Linked DNA regions of Mus musculus: region 2 is linked to region 1. A link is a contact called in public promoter capture Hi-C data. All regions are on one chromosome and are shown on one strand. The core of a region is the stretch at or near the end of the contact, and the rest is flanking DNA. Distances in the headings are between cores, read along the strand shown.

What was found. Promoter capture Hi-C pulls out the DNA fragments that hold promoters and counts their contacts.
Region 2: a promoter capture Hi-C map of pre-B cells shows a contact between it and region 1. The contact joins the promoter of C730034F03Rik here to the promoter of Cerk in region 1. A contact is called at or near these places in 2 of 39 promoter capture datasets (liver and pre-B cells).

Annotation. Positions count from the first base shown.
Region 1 is chr15:86,183,677-86,188,788 of GRCm38.p6, forward strand. It overlaps Cerk (ceramide kinase), which reads right to left and starts at 2,465. Exons shown (of 13, transcript NM_145475.4): 1 at 1,831-2,465. The coding sequence starts at 1,972. It overlaps Gm15569 (predicted gene 15569), which reads left to right and starts at 2,052. Exons shown (of 3, transcript NR_155352.1): 1 at 2,052-2,108; 2 at 2,530-2,565; 3 at 2,976-3,520.
Region 2 is chr15:89,427,456-89,432,567 of GRCm38.p6, forward strand. C730034F03Rik (a long non-coding RNA gene) reads left to right here and starts at 2,560. Exons shown (of 4, transcript XR_875570.1): 1 at 2,560-2,644. Chkb (choline kinase beta) reads right to left here and starts at 2,472. Exons shown (of 11, transcript NM_007692.6): 1 at 1,922-2,472; 2 at 1,594-1,702; 3 at 1,259-1,372; 4 at 956-1,089; 5 at 679-774; 6 at 502-560; 7 at 337-418; 8 at 106-214. The coding sequence starts at 2,145. Gm44502 (predicted readthrough transcript (NMD candidate), 44502) reads right to left here and starts at 2,472. Exons shown (of 27, transcript NR_004843.2): 1 at 1,922-2,472; 2 at 1,594-1,702; 3 at 956-1,372; 4 at 679-774; 5 at 502-560; 6 at 337-418; 7 at 106-214.

The DNA of each region.
Region 1 (5,112 bases), core at 1,215-3,714:
CCTTCAGCTCAGTCTGCAGAGCCTCAGCACAATACCAGAGTACGTACGGCCCCAACTACCCACACAGCCATTCTGGGTAGAATGAGCGAGGGAATGAATGAGCGAATGAAGGGCAACAGAAATTCAGGGTGTCCTCCAGGGAGTCCTGACTCCCGCCATTCCCACAGGTGCCTGCTCAGGGTGACAGTCACCCAACCTTGCCTACCTCCATCGTCCCCACCTAGACTGGGTCAACTGCCTTCCTTCAACTCTGCTCTGTCTCTCCTCTCTATCCTCCCTGAAGAGATCACCAGGTCTTTGTAATAAATAAATAAATAAATAAATAAATAAATAAATAAATAAATAAATATTCAGCTGGAAACAACCATCCAGGGGCTTCCTTTGATACCCACTATAAAGACCAATGCCCACTTCAGCCTGCCAGACTGAGGGAGTCCTGGACCCTATCCCCCAGCTCTTCCCCACCAACCGTGACCCTGACACTGGATTCTCGAGGTTCCTTATCAGTTCGCCATCAACACTCAGCCCTTCCAGGTTTCCCTGGGCAAGCACCACCCTTATAAAGTGAGGTCTGCACTGGTGAGTGACCACCCCTTTGGGACTCAAGCTTGATGCCCTACCCTCGGAGGTTCAAATTGGGATCCAAGCCCATTAGATGCACTTATCCCCACGCATCCCTCTGTGCCTCCTTAAGTGGAAAAGGCCCCACTCCATCAGCCACTAGGCTAGAATCCCCAGGTCCATCCCCTAGCAGGCTCTCAAGGGAAACTTGCAGGGGATGTTTGCTGTTTGGTGGTAAAGACTGTGCTTAGCAAGCCACAAGCCCTGGATTCTATCATTCCCAGGAGAGAGAGAGAGAGAGAGAGAGAGAGAGAGAGAGAGAGAGAGAGAGAGAATAACAAGTTGGGCTTGGTGGCACACATCTGTAATACTAGTCTGAGGCTGAGCCACATAGGAAAACAGTCTCAAAACAAACAAACAAACACAACAAAATGGAGCAAGGAATTTATGAAACTGAATTCGTCTACAAGGTCGTCTACAAGGCCCCCCAGCCCAGATGTCCACATACAATCTTCTGTAATCCTCCTTTTAAGGAGGACTGAATGACATCTTTAAAATCTCCGCCAATCCGTCGGCCACCAGACAACCTGCAGCAAAGCACCGGGGAGAGTGGCTCTAGTGTCCTTGCACCATTCCCAGTCACTGCGGGTGGGTTGCGTTTTTTCCCCATGCTGGCCTAAGCTACTCCTCTTTCAACCCTGAGGGCGGCTGAGCAGGGTGTACACTCCATCGGAAAGTCAAAGGCCCTTGCTCAACTGCCTAATCGCAGGAAGTCCCTGCCAGGGCCCCTCTGGGCTTCTCCCATAGAGAAACATGTGTATGTACTTGGGTTCACTGTATTGGACGAAGAATATGACCAGAAACCAGTCCTGTCCAGGTGTGCCAGCGCCATCCCGACGGCAGCACCAGCAACAGACCTCCCCCAGGGTCCCGCGGATGCTCCGGGATGGGGGGTGGGGGGCTGTGGACGTCCGCTCTTCCCCTCCCCCTCCAGCACCTCCAGAGGCTTTGTCATCCCAGTTCCAGGAGTATCTGGGCTCTCAGCACCCAGACGGTTCCCCGCCAGAGGCCGCGGAGTACTTAGACCGCCCGGCACCCGGGCTCTGCGTCTCGGATTCCCCGCGCCTCGGTATCCCGGGCGCCTCTCCCCGTGCCCCAGGTCTCCTCCCTCCGAGTTCCGCCCCATCCCAGCCTGCCCGGAGCGCTCGGGCTACGCAGGCCGGGGTGGATGCAGCGCCGGCCCCACCAGCCCGGGATGGCCACACTTACCGGCACCCGGCGCGGAGGGCCCGGGCTCCGGGCTCCGCCACCAGCGTAGCAGAGCCCGCGCGGGCTCCAGGCTGACGGCACAGCGTCGCCGTTTCACCCACAGCACGGAGTGCAGCGGCTCCGCCGCCCCCATTGCCCCCATCGCCGCCGGCGCGGCCTCGTCCGCCGGGCGCGGGGCGCGCGGACACCGGGGGGGGCGCGGGACCGTTAGCGGCCCCTGCAGTCTGCCCGGCGGTGACGCGGGGAGGCGGGAGCGGGAGGCGGCGCTGCGTCACCCGGTACGCAGAGAGGGTGGCGGGGACCCGGGAGGAGGCGACCAGGGTGAGGACAGGAGAAGCTAGACTTGGGGCCAGAGAAGAATCAGAAACAGAGGAGTCTAGGGAGCCTAGGATGAGGAGCAGAAAAGGCCTAGGAAGGAACGGGAGGGAGGGGTCAGAGGAGGGGACTGAGGGACCTGGCTGTGGGGAGGGCGGTCGGAGCGGCCGGGTGCCCTGAAAGACACTAGTCTGTCGCTCTGGCTGCCCCTGGGTCCTGCTGGGTCTGCACGAGCGACGGGGTAGGGAGGGCTGCAAAGGGACGGGCGGAGTCCCAGCAGCGCAGAAATGTTGCCCGGGCGGTCCTGGGCAGGCGATAGGAGGCCGTGGAACTGCTGGTGTGCGCCCAGGAGCGATTTGACCTTGGGCATCCGTCTCTTTTTAGGTCTTGGTCTCCTGGCGGCTAGCAAGAGTCCTGCAGGTTAGTCCCAGTAGGCAAAGGAAGGCTAGGATGGAGAGGACAGGGGTTACCTTCCAGGGGAGTGGAAGCTTCATGTGTGGATGGTTGTGGGTCTACAGCCACCAGAGAGACGGGAGAAGGCGTCTTCTTATCAGTCACCTGACTGTACCCTCCCAAACAGGCCTAGGGAACCGGAGTTGCTGCTCTTGATGCAGCTTAACATGGGACAAGCTGAACATATCCACCTCAGGGAGGTCTTCCTGGACTCCGTCTCCCCCAGCCAAAGCATCCCAAGACACAGCAGGGCAAAATTCAGCACTGCACTCATTGCATATCTACCCATCTTTGTGAAAATTCCATGGGCATGTGGGCTTGTCCCTTACTGGGTCTCCAGTGTCTAAAATGGTCTCTGTGCATAATGTGTTACTCAGATATTGGTTGCGTGATAGCATCTGTTCACATCTGACCAAGGAAGAGTCTCCTCGGAGATGCTAACTGGTCCAAGAGTGCAGGGCTCTGTGGTGTGACAGAGCTAAGCCTCACAGCGGAGTCAGCTTTCAAGAAGACAGGAGAGCCTTCTGCCCTCCCCCTCAGCTCTCCTGCTGTTGCAGACTGGGGTGGAGCTGGCCAAGTCTACCTTGCCTGTGCCTGGTACCAGAGGGCTAAGGTACAGGTCTGATCCTGTCGGTGCCCTGTGTCCATCTGCAGGGCAGGGACAACCATGAATCACTTGCTTCCTGGAAGCCCAGCCCAATGGTAGGCTCCCTGACAGCCCTGGAGTGTTGGTTAGGCCCAGGCAGAATCCTAGCCCCACCCTGGAGCAAGCTGGACCTGACCTAGCTCAGTTGTTAGTTGAAGCAATGGCTGTCCCAGCTCTTTCCTTTCACGGCTATCGGGATGAGGCTTGGGGAATGTGGACATGAAACTTCTTCAGAAACCTCTTGCCATTGCTGATGATGCTGCCTCTGTTACTGGTGAGGGGTTGTGTCGGGCAAGGGCAGCAGGGGCTATTATTATTATTAATTATTATTATTACTATTATTATTATTATTATTTTGAGACAGGGTTTCTCTGGGTAGTCCTGATTGTCCTGGAGCTCACTCTATAGACTCTCAAACTTAAAGATCCACCTCCCTCTGCCTCCCAAGAGCTGAGATTAAAGGTATGAGCCACCACGCCTGGAAATTAATGCAGTGTTTATATGTAAGTGTTTAATACCAAGAGGACTGGACTCCACCTTAGTCCTAGAGGAGTTCCATCCAGGAAGACACAGCCACACGGTCCACAAAATACTAAAGAACCTGAGGAGGGCCACCTGTGTGAATTATAGCTCACTAGTGAGAACCAGGATCCTGCAGTGCCTACCTCGGACTGAAGTGTACCCCCCTCCCCCATTTGAATTCTGAAGCCCCAAGCTTGATGCCATAGATAGTGGCTTATTTGGAGACAGAGCCTTTAAAGAGGTGACTCAATGAGGGCTTTTGGGGGCACGGGGAGGGGGGGCAATAGCTTGGTTCCTGGACAGAGGTTGCCACTTCTTCAAACACACTCATTCACATATGCGCACTTGCACACATATGAACACATGTGTACAAACAAATTAGACCATTAAGGGCCGGGTGTGGTGGCGCATGCCTTTAATCCCAGCACTCGGGAGGCAGAGGCAGGTGGATTTCTGAGTTCGAGGCCAGCCTGGTCTACAAAGTGAGTTCCAGGACAGCCAGGGCTATACAGAGAAACCCTGTCTCAAAAAAACCAAAAAAAAAAAAAAATTAAACCATTAAGGTAGTCTCAATTCAGGTCAACCAGTGTACTTAGTATAGGGGGGATTTGAACACAGATCCAGGGATGTGTACATAGAACACAAACTATGAGAAGCACCTGAGGAATGGCCATCTACAGGCCTCAGGAGACACCAGCCTGATTGGACCCGTGGTGTTGGGCTTCCTGGGTGTTAGAGTGCTGTGGTGACCCTGGCCAGCTGGTGTATTAGCCTGGCAGCCTGGGAGGCCGCAGTGCCAGGACTCACTGGGAACCTCTGCCAGGGGGAGGGCAGTCTAATGAGGGATGTGTTCTGGGAAGCTGAGGTAGACAGGACGGAAAGGCTCGGGCCCTCCAGGCTGGGGACCATAATGAACACAGCACTGGGGGTGGGAGGAAAGGAGGATGCTCTCTCTCCAGTGCAGCTGCCAGGCCCTTGCTGCCTCTGAGTCCCCTGGGGCTCATCCATTGTTGGGTGTGAAAGCAGATGGCAGAACAGCCGACAGAGCCTTGGAAACATCCGCACAGCCTGGATCAGTCCTGGGCTGTGTGGGTCTCTGCACTGGGACTCAGACCCAGATCCATCCCCCTGATGGCTTCCCAAGCTCCCTGGACCACCTCTTACCTGACTGGTATACCCTTCCCTAGCTAGGCCCTGATCCGAACACCTTCTTACATGTCTGTCTGGAAAGTGTCTACCCACTCTCCTTGCCCACAGCCACCTCTTTGTGCTGTTGAGGTCCCCTGGCTGTCGTAGAACTTCAAGCAATACCTGACTACCTTACAGCCAATGATGCCCCAGCCTGT
Region 2 (5,112 bases), core at 1,310-3,809, 3.2 Mb after region 1:
TGGGGAGATTGGAATATCACCCTCTGTAGCCTTTATTCCTCTTTTCGAATGAAACAGAACAGGAAGCCAGAAGGCTTTTCTCTTCCCAACCTCCAGACTATATACCTGCTGTTCTCTAGTGGGGTAGTCCGTGGGTCTTGCTTTGTAGAAAGGCCATTCTTCATAAGTATAATCATAAACCCACTCACAAAAATGATTCCCAATGTCAAAGCCCCTGGGAGGATAGAGCAAACATTCAGTCCATGGGCAGCGGGGCTGTGGAGGTGAAGGGCCTGGCCTGTTTTGCCAGGACCCTGTAGGAACAGGACCCACAGGAGGCAGTCCTCCCACACTTACCTGTAGTTATAACTACTGTACTCAAAATCAACCAACATGAGGTTATCATCACTGTCTGGCTCTGAAAGCAACAAGATGTTTCCTAGGGGAATGGGGATTTTGGTCACTTCAGGGCATGCTGCCCTCTTTCGGCGTGGGCTCAAAGACTCACATACATTCTCCTACCTTCCTGGATGTCATTGTGGCAGAAGACCACTGGTGACGGGGTATCGTCTAGTAACTTCCTGTAGAGGTAGAGAGGCGTAGGCTATAAGGCCTTGTGACTAGCCCTCAACAAATCCTGGAGAGGACACTGATAAATGCCAGTGCCACCCACCCGCCCACTATGTCATCCGCCTTCACCTGAGGCTGTTCATCTCGTCCTTGAGGCTGTACATCTCTACCAGGTTCATCTGGGGAAGGCTGGTGGAAGGCAAGTCCTGGATCTGCTTCAGGTACCTGGAAGCCGCCCAAACGGGAAACATTCTGTCTATCTCTCCCCACCCCCTTCTATCGACTCTTCAGGCCAAATTGTCCTGTCACTGGGCTTTGGCTGGGAAACAGAGTCCATGATACTGGGGTATCTATCCACTCAACTAGAGGTTCAGTTTTAGATGCACGGATCCCAAACTGGACTCACCGCTCCATGGTCCCAAACAACCATCGGGGCTCCTTAGTGAAGGGCATCTCCATACCATGGAAACGGGCCATCCTCGTTGCAATGGCTCCCGACAACACTGGGTCCCGGAGCTCTTGAGTTTTCAACGGCCGGCTCTGTACCCAGTAACCTATCAGGGTGGTGAGGGGGCTGGGGCGGGAGGGGGAAGGGATACGGGATGGGAGGAGATCAAGGTCTTAGGGAAATTTCCCTACCTGGGATGTGAAGGCAGACTTTGGGAAGGGTAAAGACTTGGGGTAAAAACAACAAAAACTGGGCTCTTACTGGGAGGTACTGTTCCAAGCGGCCCTCTGGAAACACTCCGTAAAGCTGGGGCCCTAGAGACCGCTCTGCGAGAATGGCGAACATCACGCTTTCTAATACCAAGGAGTCTACACCCTGATAAAAGATGTATGGCAAAGGGGCTCATGTCAGAAAAAGCCAGAGGTACGTGGGTACTGGCCCAAATCGGCTTCATCTACAATAGCTTGGACTTCTGCTCTTACTGACTGAGAATTCTTGAGCTTCAGCATATTCAGCTACACAAATAAGACACCACTTTCTGCACCACTTGCTCCAGATGTCCGAACTCCCAAGTTACGATCCTTCTTTTCCCTCACCTGCAGGATGGCCCCGTAGAGTCGTAGCAGCACCTCCCGGGGCTCCCCGCCCACACTGGGTACGTGGTTCGGTAGTGAGCATCGGAAGAGCAGGTTGCTGAGGCCTCCGCTGCAGATCCACACAGGTCAGGCTCAGCAAGGGTCGTCCCCCCGATTGGTGGGACCCACTCTAGACACCCTTCCCGAGAGGACCTCCCAAGTCCCGAAGGGGGACCCCGCCCCCCAGCACAGCAGGCTGCAGACCTGCCCCCACCCCCCACCCCCCCGCGTAGCACTGACGGCGACCGAACTGGGAGTGTCCCCAGGGTCCCCAGGGCTGACCCCTGACCTCACGGGACAAACGCTCAGCTCCTCCGGCCGCGCTCGGCGCCAGGCCCCGCCCAGGTACTCCCGGCACCACTGATAGGCTCGGCGCTGCGCGTCACGGGACAGCGAGGAAGCGCGCCGCCGATTGGGGATTGGCTCTGGGCACTTAGCATCCTGCAAACCGTCCTTGGGCAGGCCGCCGCCGACAGCCCCTCCTCCGACTACCCCTGTCCCGTCTGCCGCCATGACGTGGGCTCCGTTAGGTTTAACGCCTGCCGGTGCTCAGCGAGCCTCAGGTGAGGTTGGCTCCTTCCGGGTAGGCTCGGTTCCGCTTCCCGGAAGCCGCAGAGTCTCTGGGCGTCCTCGGCTCTTCGCGACTGCCTTCGGCTTTCTTGGTGGCTCCAGTCCTGGGACCGTTTCCAAGCCAGATGCGATTCTCAGGGCTGCGGCGCTCAAAGGCAAAGAGGGACGGCAGCTTTCCCTGAGTGGGGCGCGCTCGGGCCACGCCCGATCCGCCTATCAGTCTCTGCAAAAACAAGTTACTGCGTGGACTGTGTCCGGAACCAAGGAAGTGACGTAGGCCAATCCCGAGCGCCGTGGGCGGTTGGACAGTAGCTCCGCAAAGCTTACGAGCCAGGCTCTGGCCAATGAATGGACGATGGTAGTTTGCGGCTCCTTTATAACAGCTGCTGTGTGAGACACTCTACTAGGGAGTAGATTAGCCGAGCCTGTGGTGACAGTTGGGGTAAGTGAATGGAAGAATGAAAACGTAGGTTCTAACGATTCCCCTTTCCACAAGGCAGCAGGTGTATATGTGATGCTGGAAGGCGTAATAAGAATCAGTCCGGCGTGTCCAGCGCTGCATAGACCGCATGAGCGCCATTAATGTGACCCAACACAATAACTTAAAGTATTTTTCTTTCTCGAGAGAGTGTGTCTCTCTCCTGTTAAATATCGGGAAGAGGGAGACGTTAATGGTCAGCTTAGAAAGGAAGCTTACACAATCCATAATTCATCTGAAGGATGAGGTTTATTAGAATGAAAGGGCCTCAAAGCTACGAGTTTCGGTGTAGGGGAGGGAGAATTGAACATGAGACCTTAGAGTTAAGAAAAGACTTTCCTTTAAAGTCTAGGGATGGGGCTGAAGAGGTGGCTAAGCGGTTAAGAGCACTGATCCCTCTTCCAGAGGTCCTGAGTTCAATTCCCGCCAACCATGTGGTGGCTCACAACAGTCTGTATGTAATGGGATCCGATGCCCTCTTCTGGTGTGTCTGAAAATAGCCACAGTGTACTCATACACATAAAAAATAAATAATTCTTTTTTAGAAAGCCTAGGGAGTGGGGGCTGGCGAGATGGCTCAGTGGTTAAGAGCACTGACTGTTCTTCCGAAGGTCCTGAGTTCAAATCCCAGCAACCACATGATGGCTCACAACCACCCGTAATGAGATCTGACGCCCTCTTCTGGTGCGTCTGAAGACAGCTACAGTGTACTTACATATAATAAATAAATCTTAAAAAAAAAAAAAGGGAAGAGAGTTCATTGTGCGGGTGCGGGGTGTGTGTGTGTGTGTGTGTGTGTGTGTGTGTGTATAAGAACGCGGGGGAAGCATTCAGGAAACTGAAATCGGTGGTTAATTACCTGTGAATCTGAGGACAGTCTAGTCTATATACTGGGTTCCAGGCCAGCCAGGCTACATAGTGAGAGAAGAAAGGTGGTAAGAGAATTAATGGGGTGGCAGCAGAGGAGCCAATCAGAGAGCAGCCTTAAGAGCAATCTGTGAAGCAGACAGCTGAGGTGTTTCCAGACCGATCTCCTAAAAAAAAAAGAGAGAGAGAAAATTGACTTCAAAACAAAATTTTTTAGAATTGTCAAAACCATGAGCAGTTTTCCTACATGGCCCACTGAGAGCTGGAGAGAGGCATCCCCTGCTCCAGGCTGTGGGAGCTGGCTTAAAGATGTAGGCTATCTCCCCTTTAATCCCAGCACTGGAGAAGCAGAGGAGTACAGGGTCAGGACACAGACAGATAAACGTGCAGGTGGGTATTTTAACTTCCTTAATACTTTGGACCGTGAACTTTGTGGAGAATGAACTTTGTAGGTGGTAACATTGTTTTATGTTGCAATGTTAAAACTCTGGACCAGCCTGGAAATGTTAGGTGGTGTTTTTATTTTTTATTTTGGCTAGCTTTTGAGCCTGGGAAAGAGTTCTAAGCTCTGTTTTCTGGGCCGAGGTTCTAGGTGAAAGTGGCCTTGATTCTGCTATCTGACTGACCAGACCATATCTTTCCAGCCTTTTTTTTTTTTTTTTAACATAACTACTCCTATCAGGAAGTCAGGCCTGGGTTGGCATAGCTTGTCCTTTGTGACTTACTAGAGGTCAGCTTCTTAGCCTGTGGGACATGCATGACCCCGTGAGGTTGGCTGAATGTAGGGATTGGTGAAAGATTTGGCGACAGTAAAGGTTTCTGAACAAATAATAACCAGAAATTAATGTAAAATAAATCAAGACAAAGGAATTCAAGATGTTTCTGACCACTAGATAACTGAATTGTAGCCTTGGTTTTGAGCACACAGCATGCGTACTTCATGTGGCCACACCAACTTGGCTAGTATTTGAGACTGTGGTGTACTGTTGAAACAGTTGGTGACCCGGTGACGTAGGTCTCCTGTCTCTGGCCAGGTTCTTGGCCATCCTTCCTCCAGGAATGGACTGGGAAGACAGCAAAGGAAAGCATGAGCAACTTTATCTGCCTCGTGGACATAAAGAGTTCCAAGGGTCTCGATGAATGGCTCCAAACATATTTCTGCTATTTTGTACTTCATATTTAAAGCCAAACTCTCAGCACTGAAAATCATAAAGTAAGAATATCAAATTTGAAAAACTGTTACTGTTCTGTACCCCAGGGTATCCAACATTCAGCCAGAATTTAATGTTTTGGGGTTTTTGTTCGGTTTTTGGTTTTTGGAGACAGGGTTTCTCTGTGTCGCCATGGCTATCCTGGAAGTCATTGTACAGAGTGGTCAGGGTGGTCTTGAACTCAGAGGTCTGAGATGCCTCTATTTCCTGAGTTCTATGGTTAAGAGGTATGAGCCACCAATGTCTGGCCAGAATTTAATGTTTTATTTAAACATAAGCATGTGCCTCATTCGGAAGCAGTTTTTCCCACCTTAACAAATGGTAAACACACACACACACATATTAGGCCTAAGA